2 separate regions of the Sus scrofa genome follow, and region 1 is linked to region 2. The links are chromatin contacts, called in public Hi-C maps. All regions are on one chromosome and are shown on one strand. The core of a region is the stretch at or near the end of the contact, and the rest is flanking DNA. Distances in the headings are between cores, read along the strand shown.

Region 1 (5,803 bases), core at 2,011-4,510, 280 kb before region 2:
CGTGTTTAACAAACACAAAAGCAGTAAAAATAAAAAATGCGTAGTCAACAGAAATAAAATCCTAGATCATTTTAAAAAGTGATGAGAAAATGATGAATAACAGTGGGAATAACTGTAGAGAATACAAAGTGAGCCCTGTAATGCTGGAAACGATAATCAACAAGAGATGAGGGAAAGGTATAAGATGAAAAAACACAGTATAAAGAATGGCATTAGTGTTTGAATGCTCACTGGCTAAATAATAATAATTCAGAAGAATTCAGATGACAAACAGACAAAATGTTCAGAGGAAGAATTTCAAGGAATGGGTCTAAAGCCAAATGAAATCTACAAAACACTGAAATGGGCACTACAAAACAAAACTCTCTGTAATACCTATGTTGATCACCTGATGGGAGTTTACCTGCCTCAACAATCCTAAAATGGTCCACACTAGAATGCCTTGGGAAAAGACACTTGGATGGCACCTATATTGGCAAGAGCATACCTGGTAAGATGATGGGAAATTTAAAAATTCTAAGCAGGGGAGATAAAATTTGAAAAAATTTTGATTACATACTCTTAATCAAGTAAATAATAAATAAGCACCTATCCCTAATATGTATCTATTTGTTTACTCTCTAATTTTCTACATGTTAACTCTATTATTTCATTGAATTTAAGAAACGATAAATTGTAGACACTGCCATTTTATTAACCACCAAGGAATAAAAAACAATGTATTTTGTAATTTCTAATACAAACACAAAGTAGGAATCTTTAATAGAAAGAAAAAAAAGACACAAAGTAAGATTTTTATTTGAGTACTTTAACAGACTCTCTTTATACACAAGTTTGGAGAACCCTATCAAAATATAGGATGAATGAAGGTTACTGCAAGAAGATTACTTTTTTCTTGCACATTTTTAATTAAAGTATAGCTGATTCATATTGTTGTGCTAATTAGAAGAGGATTTTTTTTAAACTAATTACCTCAGTAGTGCAAGTACCAAATCCTAACCACTAGACCTCCAGGGAGCTCCCTAGAAGATGATGTTAAATCTCGATAAATGATTACAAAATAAAGAAGTAGATGCTTTATCTCCTCTATTATATTTATTACACATTACTTGAACATAGTCTGTGATGAACTCAACAAGTAAGAAGGAGAAAAAGCACACAACAAATATTTTTCATGCATTACCCCTCCTTTAAACCTCTTCATTAGAGTAATATAACCATAGGAGTAAAGAACACAAATTTTAGAGCAGAAATCTGAATCTGTAGCATGACTATCTACGCCACTCATTATGAAAAAACACTATGGACACTTCAGTGTTCTCACCTATAAAATGAAGATAACAGTTCTTACATTATAGGATTAAAATGAAGGATTAAGTGAGTAAATGAACACAAAGCTTTTAGCAAATTCTCAGAACACAGACTCAAATGGCAACACAGGGATCATTCATGAATGAATTTCATTTTCTAAATTACTTTAGACTATCTGAGGGATTAGATGGAAAGATATTTGAAAGTATTTGACTTAAAATCAGTCTTATTCACCAAGACCGTGTTCAACTATCACTCTCACAAACACAAATACGGAACGGACCCTTAAAACAAAATTCATTTTTGCCTATCAATTTGAGGGAAGATCAAATAAGGGAACTTCACCAAAAATTATATACTGCCCCCTTATGTGATATGTGGATAAGGGTGGTGGGGTGCTTTGTTAATCTAGCACTGGGGAGTTTTCTGGGCCTCAGATGTGTCTGACAGCTCACACAGCAAGTACACTGTTGACAACACAAAGCCAGAAGAATCCCCAAAACATCAAGGCTCATTTTATAGGACACAGTCTTAACACGCCCTTTTAAAAAAATAGCAGTTTAAGAATTTATTGATAGTCTGTTCTGCAAGACTATATTCTACTGATTACCGCTTTTCAAACACTAACACTTTTCAAATATAAACAGTCCTGAAATATGGTTTAGAATTTCTAAAACATCCAACTAAAGAATTCCTCCTTGGCATAAACCCAAATGTGGATAGGAAAATATTGACAATGCTGTGGCAAAGAGGACAGTAGAATCACTGGCCTATAAATTTGTTTCCTGACCCCTGCTGCCTGTTTATTGCCTCAGGATTGACAATAGCTTTACTCAAGAAATCTGAATTCTAATGTACTACCCTGAACTGACTACCCACATATGCTTTTCAGAGTGTCAGTGTTTTGGATTTTAACTCTATATTTTAAGTACACTCAGTCTCTGCTCTCTAGGGAACTGTTAGGATTTTAATCTAAAGCAATACTTGTCTATTACTGTTGTGCACAACCATATGCTAGCGATGGCATCACCTTTTATGTACTCATGGTGACCCACATAAAAAAGCATATGCTGGAGTTTCTGCAATCTGGTGTTGCCAGAGCTTCCTTGGCTTGCAGCTGCAGCTCAGACTTGATCTCTGGCCTGGGAACTTCCATATGCTGTGGGTGTGGCAATATAATAATAATAATAATAAATAAAAGAACATATGTTGGAATTCCTGCTGTGGCACAATGAGATCAAGGGTGTCTCTGCAGCTGCAGGGATGGAGATTCAATCCCTTGGCTAGCACAGTGAGTTAAGGATCTGGTATTGCCGCAGCTGTGGCATAGGTCACAACTCTGGCTCAGATGCAATCCCTGGCCTGGGAACTCCATATACTGTGGGGGTTGCCAAAAAACAAGGGGGAAAAAAAAAAAAAGAGTATATCTTTCCAAGGTATAAAAATCTAATGAGGGAAGAAAAGGCAGGGCCCCAATTTGAGATTAACAACCTGAGAGCTCTGGTTATAACATGGGAAATAAAATGGACACAAGAGCCAAGGTACTCAAAAGAATGCAGCACTAATGCAATGACCCAGTCCAAAAAAATAATAAAGGTGCTGCTTCCCAAAAGTGACTGAGAAAAACTCAAAGCCCAAGGAATACAGAGGCTCTATCTCATCTGAAGAGTTGATATCTTATCCCCCAGCAGTTCAAAAGGTAGATGCTTCTTATAAGCCAGAAATTTAGTGGTAGAAATGGAAAATAATGCCAAAGGAATCCTGAACATCCCTATTAAAGTTGATACTTGGAACCAAGATTTGTTGGCCAAACTCATCATTTTTCGTTTAGAACAATCCCAGCATTTGTCTTTTTTTTTTCTAAATGATGATGCCTAGCCTAGATTCCTTCACTGTTCCAAGTCCTGACCAGTTTTTTTAATTGGTGTGGGTTCCCAAAACAACATGTTGAACTGCCTGACCCACATTCTTGTCCAAGCTACAGAGTCTCAAGACCTATCAGAACCTATCCAAGTCCAGAGCAATGAGGTATGAGCAGAGTTATGAGAAAGCAGAAGGTATGAAAGCAGGCTCAAAGTCTAGCCTCCTTTAAACTGCTAGCTAACTTTGAGTAGGTTGCTTAACCTTATTGCACATTAGGTTTTACATCCATAAACTGAGGGTAATTATTACCTAATAAGATTACCATGATTAAATAATCTGAGAAAAATGCTTAGAAAAGTAATACTACTACTTTAATTAATAAATGTTAAGATATTATTTCATTTACATAAAAGGCTAACCAGAAAGAAATACTCACGAGTATCATTTGTTCCTTATTTAACCAGCATTACAAAAGAAATAAAAACTAGTTAACATCAATTATGCTTCAATACAGCTGGAAAAATTTTTGAAGAAATAAAAAACTGTCAGAGGACCAGTCATTAAAACATCCATCTACCTATCATCCACTTACTGAAATCCTACAGACTGGGCACTGTGCTCAACACATTAGTTTTTAGTCAAGTATCAATCAAATATCAGTCAAGTTAGGGTGGGGGAGAAATAGGGTAACTTTATATGGCCATAAAAAAATAATTGTAAGAATCTATCACCTCTTGCTATCCTTGGTTCATAGACTTCAAAGAATCAGTGCCAGAGGTCATTTTGTCCCACACCTTCATTTTACAAAGAAACTGGTACCCAGAAAGAAGATCTGTATAGAACCTTTACCATTTTTAACGAGTTATTTTACGTTAATGTAAGCATCGTGTACATTTGGTATTCCTGATCACTTAGAAGCACATTTTAGATATTATCTAAGAAATCTCAATAGTGAAAATATAAATTCATATTGAAAAAGTATTTTTGCTTGGCTATTGAAAATTGGAGGTAGGTTTTTGTTATTGACTAAATATAAATTATGCAACTAGAAACATTATGAAAAAAAGCTTTTTCCATAATACCATATGTCAAAAATGGTATTACAAGATGAAAAAAATAACATGAATTTTACAGATCTCATTTTGTGTACTATATCACTATTTAGAAAGACTGGACCCTTCTAACATTTTTTTTTAAACAGACTAACAATAAATAATTGTTATTTATCCTTAAATGTCACTAGCCTTGGTTTTGTCCATTTATTTTTATTTTTATTTTTGCTTCTTCAATAGATGTGTAGGTATCCTTCCCATTTGTTTTCATCTGCATTTAAGAAACAGGATGAATGAACAAAACACTTTTCTTATAAAGTCTGGTGTAAAGATTACTGTAAAACCTGAATGAAATTGAGTCTTTTCTTCATAAATAATGCCTGTTTTTATTGATCAACCATGAGCACAGAGGAGAAGGGTCTAATTAATATGTTCATTTTTAGTATTTTCTGGGACTTATACTTGACATATTTATCATGATCAGACTATTGCTTTTCTTTAGTACTGCTTGTTTTCAAGTACTTTTTGAAAAATCTTAATGAAACCACCAAAAGATAGATAAATCATCATTGATTGCTTCAATAGGATTTTTTTAAGGCCTTATTTTATTTTTGCTTTTTAGGGCCACACTTGCAGCATATGGAGGTTCCCAGGCTAGGAGTCAAATCAGAGCTACAGTCGGCTGCTTACACCACAGCCACAGCAACGTGGGATCCAAGCCACATCTTCGACCTACACCACAGCTCACGGTAATGTCAGATCCCTAACCCACTGATCAAGGCCAGGGATCAAACATGCATCCTCATAGATACTAGTAGGATTCCTTTCTGCTGCACCACAGTAGGAACTCCTTAAGGCCTTAAAGTATAACCAAGATAAATAAATTTTACTGGAGTATATACCTTTGATGAGGATGTTTCATTCCACACTTGACTTCAGTGCATATATTCTAAATATATATTCTAAATTATCAGTTTCATGCTTTTTCCATTTTAACACATACTTTTCTCAGATTATTATAATGTTTCCTTTCCAAATAATTTTATTTCACCTTGACAGGGATTTTTTATATTCATATGTAGTTGACTCTATTCTAAACTATGTTATTTAACTTTTTTCCTTGGGGGTGGGGGGAGTGATGAATTTTAAGAATCATAAAATTTAAACAACTTTTATGTTTTTAATATCTTAGGAACAGGTAAGGTAATCCTACATATATCCTTTTTACTCATTAGAATCATGCCTAAGTATTTTTTCACACACACTTGACTATAATTATGATAAGTTTTATATAGCACAAGTACCCGCTCACTTTTGACATCATGTATTAAGAGCTAGACTAGATAAAATAATGTCTAAGTATATGGGCTATTATAAGACAGGCACTTCTAATCCCAACACACATTTTTGGAGTCTAACAGGCCAGAATTTAAATCCCCAATCCACATCACTAGCTGTGTGACTTTAAGCAAACCACATATCTCTCTGAGCTTTACTTTTCACATCTGTAAAATAATCATCTCTCCCTAGAGGTTATTATGAAGATTAAATGAAATGTTCATTTGACTAATAAGCAA
Region 2 (6,586 bases), core at 1,577-4,076:
TTTAGAGCCAAAACATAAGGATGAGAGCTCTGTGAACCATCACAGCACCTCCCAACAAGGAGAAATCAGAACTGGAATAAAGGAGATAAAAAATGGTGCCAGACACCAAATGAGTTCAAATGGAAACCCCAGGGAATTACTGCCCCAGAGTTCCCTACCCTGGAAATCAGAGCTACTTCCTCCTCTGGGGTGGGGGGGGGCAGGGAGGGGAAAGCACTGATGGTCCAACAATGGCAACCACCAGTGCCACAGGAGCTGATCTGGTAACCAGGCTCTGGATATCAAGCTACCTCCCTCCAAAGCAGTACTGCTCCAGCACAAAAGTTGTGTTTCTGCCTAAAAGGAAAGAGTTGGAGAAATTACTGAAAACACAGTGATGGTAAATTCTGCTCCGAGATAATGGGGACAAGGGTTTTGAAAGAGTTCTCTGATTCTAAGAAAAAAAATTAGAAGGAAGATGAGCTTGTGCCTCCATGAGATGAGAAACCAAGAGACAAAGCAGTATGGAAGTTCTGGCATCAGACCATGCTAAAGAAAAGAGTAAAATAAATGCCATAAAAGTAATGTTTGTTCCCCCTCTCCCTCACTCGCCTATTCTTAGCTAATACTCACAGCATGGTACCTGGAAATCTGAACTCACTAATTTGAACTGTGTGAGGAGAGAAAGTCTAATCGAGTAAATGGTTCAAATGCTAGAATTTATTTGGAAAGAAATGATTTAATTACCTGGAAGAAAGTATAGTTGCAAAAGAAGGAGCATAGGGAAGTGGGGGAGGGGTCTACTTATATGAATATATGAGGCTTATTTGGTAATAGAACATAATTGTTTTCATAAAATGATGCCTAGAGTCCTCAAGAAAGTGCTTGCCCTTCCTCTTCCTGTCTGGATGGGCTTCCCCTACATCATATGATCTGCATTCTTGAGATGATATTCATTCTGCTCTTCCTCTTAGAATATAAGGTGGACAAAGTGCAGGGGAAGTAGCATCTCAATAAAAGAAGGTCCAAAAATGCCACCTCTGTTATACTATTAAGTTCTTTGTCAAAACCTGATGGGATTCAAAGCAGAAGTTTCTTCTTAGGGGAAAGGTTCATGTGAGAAAAACCAGGGATGGAGTCAGGGAAGTTAGGAGGACCATCAGAGCCCCAGTGAAGAAGAGAGGGAAGGAAGGTCTTGTGGGAAGCATCCTAGACCACTGCGCATCTAGGGAAGGCTTGGCAAGGCCCTTGGAGTACAGCTGCTGTGCTCAATCGTGGGCTGGGAGCAGCATCTCCGGCAATATCAGAACCAGCACTGCAGCCCTTGATCAGTTAAGCCCTGTGGTATGAGGTCCTCAACACACATTGTCATGATTGTTCCACCTCTCTTCATAGTTAGGGTGGCTCCTGTGTCAGGTTCAGTTCTTTGAGTGTTTAGAGTAGGGGTTTCTGCACAGCTTTTGGGTATAGTAGACAATCAAAGAGATAATTTTCATGCTAAAGTATTTCAGTTGCTGAGCTATTTCAATAGTTTGTGAAGACCATTGGGGTAAATATTTAAAAATCAAGACAGAGCTTCTCAAGTGTAGTCCTCTTCTGGCAGAAAACACTTGGGATACCTGTTTAAATGTCTTTATTTCTGCCTAGACCTGTCAAATCAAAACCTTGGGAGTTGAGAAACAGAGCTCTATCAGATGCCATATTTGTTTTTTTTGTTGTTGTTGTTTTTTTTTTTTTTTTTGTCTTTTTGTCTTTGTTGTTGTTGTTGTTGCTATTTCTTGGGCCGCTCCCACGGCATATGGAGGTTCCCAGGCTAGGGGTCCAATCGGAGCTGTAGCCACCAGCCTACGCCAGAGCCACAGCAACGCGGGATCCGAGCCTCGTCTGCAACCTACACCACAGCTCGCGGCAACGCCGGATCGTTAACCCACTGAGCAAGGGCAGGGACCGAACCCGCAACCTCATGGTTCCTAGTCGGATTCCTTAACCACTGCGCCACGACGGGAACTCCCAGATGCCATATTTGTTGATAGCACAAAGTAAAGGGAAGCTTGTTTGAGATTATTTACACCAGATCCAAATTAAATGATACCTAAGTGAAATGTAACTACATTTTAATATCGAAATCTTCCTACTTTCTTTTCTTTGCCATCAGTAGCTACATACACCCTTCTGCTTCAAATCCTTCTGTTTTCCAAGTCCTCCTTTCAGACAGCTGGGAAAAAAAAGTTACAACAGTCTCGGAAAACTGGGCTTCAGAGAAAGCAGTAAGATTACTCAATTGTTTCCCCTTTGTTAATTTGAGGCTCTTAAATTATGCATGTTGTTGTGCTCACATTTGCATGTTCAATTCACATGCCTGAGCTACCAGTCAGCAAGATAAAATCAGGCATAATAATTTAAATAACCTGTGTCTGATTTCTCCTCACCCAAATTTCGGGGCTGACAGTCCTTGAGACAAAGAATAGATAATTAAATCACTTGGGAAATGCAAGGGAGGTGCTGGTGGAGTCAGGAAAGGAAGGACGGGGTCAAGGAGCCACCTCCTGCTTCCATCCCTTCTGGACTGCCAACACTTTCTCCTTCCACACCCCACTGGATTTCATAACCTCCACGAGGCCCCTTTCCCAGAAAGGACTGACTGTCTTGATTCTGATCCTTGGGCAAGAAAGGCCAGGAGTGGAGTTTGTCCCTCTGCCTGATGTGGGTAACCTTGAATATAAAGAAACCACCACAATACAGATGGTCCTGAAATTTGAACCAATGCAAGGCAATATGCAGATTAGGAACTTGGAGCCACCGGCCCATTGGCTGATTGCTAGCGTGACGTCACAAAGGCCCAGCCCAAACGTGGCCAGAAGTGCTGTGGGCAAGTTTCTGGACTAGTTTGAAAAGGTTTTATTATTATTTCTTGTATGTGTGAGTCCCCTTTTTAAAAAAAGTGAGCTGGTGCTGGTTTTCTGAATTTCCTGTGTTACGGGAAAAAAAAAAGTGCTCATGTACAGCCAGAGCTGAAGGGCTCAGAGCGGAAGAGCATTTTGTTCTCTGTGTGGCGGCTCTGTCCCTTTACTTAGGGTTGACTGGGGTTTTGAACAAAAAATGACATGAGGGAAAGCTGTGAATTCCAAGTAAGCTATGGGGATTTCATGAACCTCTGCAGCTTGGTGGTTTCTGAGAAGCCCCAGCCTGACCCAAACTCTTTGAGCCAGCTAGTGGAAGTCTTTGGCTGTGATCTTGACTCCAAAGCTAAAGAAACAGTCATAAGAGGTTGGGGGACCCCTGACTTTTCCCTACCTCTATTCCAGGTTCAAGGCAAAGAAGGAATCAAGTTCTCTGACTTGTGAGCTTCTGGCAATTGGCCTCTCAATGTGAAGTTTCCAATTTCAATACCTCTGAAGAGCTGAAGTCATTAGAATGGAGAAAGAAAGCTTCTATAGAGATAACAAAATAGATAACGTCAAGCTTCACACGCCCTGAAAGCTTGTCTTTCCCAAACCGCTGCCCTTGAAATGTCTGGTGGCTCCTATTTGGTCTCCTAGGGCCACTGGTAATTTTTCCAGCATCACTCACCACAGGGAATCTCCCCCTTTCCAAATTGGCACAGGTAGAGATGTAATGCAGCTGAAATGTTTTGGGGTGAGAGGGGCAGGAGGAGACATTCTATGTTGTTTGTTTGGTTTGTCCACATACGTTTTTTTTTCTTGGTTGTGCTCACAACATGCCGAAGTTCCTAGGCCAGAGATAGAACCCGTGCTATAGCAGTAACCAAAGCCACAGCAGTGGCAATGCTGGATCCTTAACCTGCTGAGCCACCAGGGAACTCCTGTCCAGATTCTTTTTTTTTTTAGGGCTGCACTCTTGGTATATGGAGGTTCCCAGGCTAGGGGTCAAATTGGAGCTACAGCTGCCATCCTACACCACAGCCACAGCAACACCAGATCCAAGCCGCATCTGTGACCTACACCACAGCTCACAGCAACGCTGGATCCTTAACCCCTAAGTGAGCCCAGGGATTGAACTGGCATCCTTATGGATACTAGTCAGATCTGTTTCCACTGCACCACAAAGGGAACTCCCCAGATACCATTTTATCTCCTGGTAATACCATCCATTTTTTTCCTTTGGGGTATCATCCCACCCTCACAGCCTTACTCTAGATGGAAGAGGATCCCTTGTCCCCAACTCTGGAGGTGGACACGTGTTCCCAGGCCTGGCCAATCTGTGATTCCCATTCTCCTGGCTACACAGTGACTGATCGGGACTGGGCATGTCATGCACATGAGGTCCGGTGATGGTCAATCCTGGGACCATGATAGGAACTCTCTGGGAATAGGGGCTCTCTTTTCTCACTGAGATTGCTAAACTTATAGGAGGCAGCCTTGGAGCTGATGATGACCATTCTTGCTATTAAACAATGAAGTCAAGTGGAGGCCAGCAGCTACAGCTCTGATTCCACCCCTAGCCTGGGAACTTCCACATGCCACTGGTGCGGCCCTAAAAAGCAAAAAACAAAACAAAACAAAACCCAATGAAGTCAAAACAAGAAACAAACAAACAAAGATGAGCTAAAAGAGAGAGACAGATTTCTGATAACGTTTGGGCACCTGGATCCAGCTGTGCCTAAAACTAATTTCCCTGAACATTTTGGTTAATGAAGCCAATATATTTTCATTTCGATATAAGTCAGATTGAGTTGAGTATTTGTTAATGTAGTAAAAAGAGTCCTCATTTATACATCCAACCACAGGGCAAGGCTTATTCTTACTCTCAAGGAGGGGTTTAGGGCTACATTAGTTCCCAGTACTAGGATGGGAACTACATTGGTTCCTTCTACTAGGATGGTAGAGGAGGGAAAGGGTTGCTGTGATGCCATGCAGGTGACAGATAGAGGAGATTGGTTGTTCTGGAGTGGTGCAGCACAGGGACCAAATCAAGGGGGTTGAGGTCAGATAGGGCTGGGCAACTAATATTGCCTCTCTGAGACTTTTTTCTCCCATGTGTAATATGAGAATGAAAGTCTCTTTCTGTTGTGTGGATGTTTTATGCACAGGGTCTATGTGCATAGTAAATGCTCATAGCAAATATTAGTTAATTCTAGACAACCCACAATGGAAGAGATGGGCTCTCTTCCCTGGCCTCTGGTGGAATGTGGGGACAATGGAGAGGCGAGCTCTCCAACAATTCTGAGCCTCTGTTGACACTGCCAGCCACAAGCACCTGCTAACCAGGCAGCATGCACCTGCCACCTGCCACTCTGAGAAGGGATTCCAATCCAGCCAAGTAGTCGGCCTCCTTTCTAGGCCAGATCCTGACTGTGTGTGGAGTCTGTGAGCCCGCCCACCTGTTCAGAAACCCCAGCTGGGCTCTGTTCGTTCTTTGCCAGTCCCACCCCCCCACCCCCAGCTTCCTTCCTTGATCCCACACCTTCCATGTCCTCGTGGGCACTGTGCTGAGAACCACAGGGGATGCAAGGAAGGAAATCTGCATTTGTAAAACTCCTACCATCTGTCACACTGTTGCCTATGTTTATCTGTCTGCCTCATGAACCTGAGTGTTGTGTTAAACACACCCATTTTACAGAGGCCTGAACTGAGACCATTGCCTGCTGTGGGTGATGGAGCAAAATCCAAATTCTGGGGTGTTTCTTCAAGGCCCAATACTTCCTGCCCCTCTCACATGCTGCCTACCACAAATAGAGAATATACGTAGTGAAATGATGTCACAAAAAACGTGATACACAGTTGTACTTGTGGGCCTTTATTCCAGAGAAATAAAAAGTAATGGTCATACAAAAACCTGTACATGAATGTCTATTGTGGCTTTATTCATAATTACCCCAAACTGGAAACAACCTAAATGTTCCTCAATTAGAGGATGGATTAAAAAAATTGTGGTACACCCATACTGCGGAATATTATTCAGCAATAGAAAGGAATGAACTATTGATATTTGCAATAACTCAGATGTCTCTCAAGGCCTTTATGCTGAGTGAAAAAAAGCCATCTCGAAAGTTTGCATACTGCAGTTCCCGTCATGGCTCAGCGATTAATGAACTTGACTAGTACCCATGAGGACGCGGGTTTGATCCCTGGCCTTGCCCAGTGGGTTAGGGATCCAGTGTTGCCATGAGCTGTGGTGTAGGTCGAAGACACGGCTCAGATCCCGTGTTGCTGTGGCTGTGGCCCGGAACCAGCAACTGCAGGTCTGATTCGACACCTAGCCTGGGAACTTTCATATGCCTCGGGGGCAGCCCTAAAAATCCAAAAAAAAAACCAAACAAGTTTGCATATTGTTTGATTTCATTTATATACCATTTTCAAAATGGAGAATAATGGTTGCCAGAGACTAGGGGAGAGCAGTTATAGCTAGAAGGTAGCATGATGGAACTTTGTGGTCATGGAAAGGTACTGTATCTTGATTGTGATGATGTTTACACAAATCTACATGTGTTAAAACTGCATAGAATTGTCCACATAGGAGTTCCTGTCGTGGCTCAGTGGTTAACAAATCTGACTAGGAACCTCGGAGTTGTGGGTTCGATCCCTGGCCTTGCTCAGTGGGTTAAGGATCCAGCGTTGCCGTGAGCTATGGTGTAGGTTGCAGATGC

Evidence for each region. A called contact is a pair of places that touch in the nucleus more often than the background predicts.
Region 1: a Hi-C map of skeletal muscle shows a contact between it and region 2, with 6 times the contacts expected there. The contact joins two enhancer-like sites. A contact is called at or near these places in 1 of 47 Hi-C or Micro-C datasets (skeletal muscle) and 1 of 2 datasets of contacts at active chromatin or transcription factors (alveolar macrophages).

Annotation. Positions count from the first base shown.
Region 1 is chr14:36,269,243-36,275,045 of Sscrofa11.1, reverse strand. All of the region lies in intron 4 of MED13L (mediator of RNA polymerase II transcription subunit 13-like), which reads right to left. Among named protein-coding and RNA genes, the nearest start is that of MED13L, 210 kb to the right of the region's middle. Within about 2 kb of position 3,260, at least 2 of the 83 cell types and tissues checked have an H3K27ac peak or open chromatin away from gene starts, as enhancers often do. A contact at or near this core is called in alveolar macrophages and skeletal muscle, where this site is marked.
Region 2 is chr14:35,990,086-35,996,671 of Sscrofa11.1, reverse strand. All of the region lies in intron 5 of C14H12orf49 (UPF0454 protein C12orf49 homolog), which reads right to left. Among named protein-coding and RNA genes, the nearest start is that of MED13L, 68 kb to the left of the region's middle. Within about 2 kb of position 2,826, at least 38 of the 83 cell types and tissues checked have an H3K27ac peak or open chromatin away from gene starts, as enhancers often do. A contact at or near this core is called in alveolar macrophages and skeletal muscle, where this site is marked.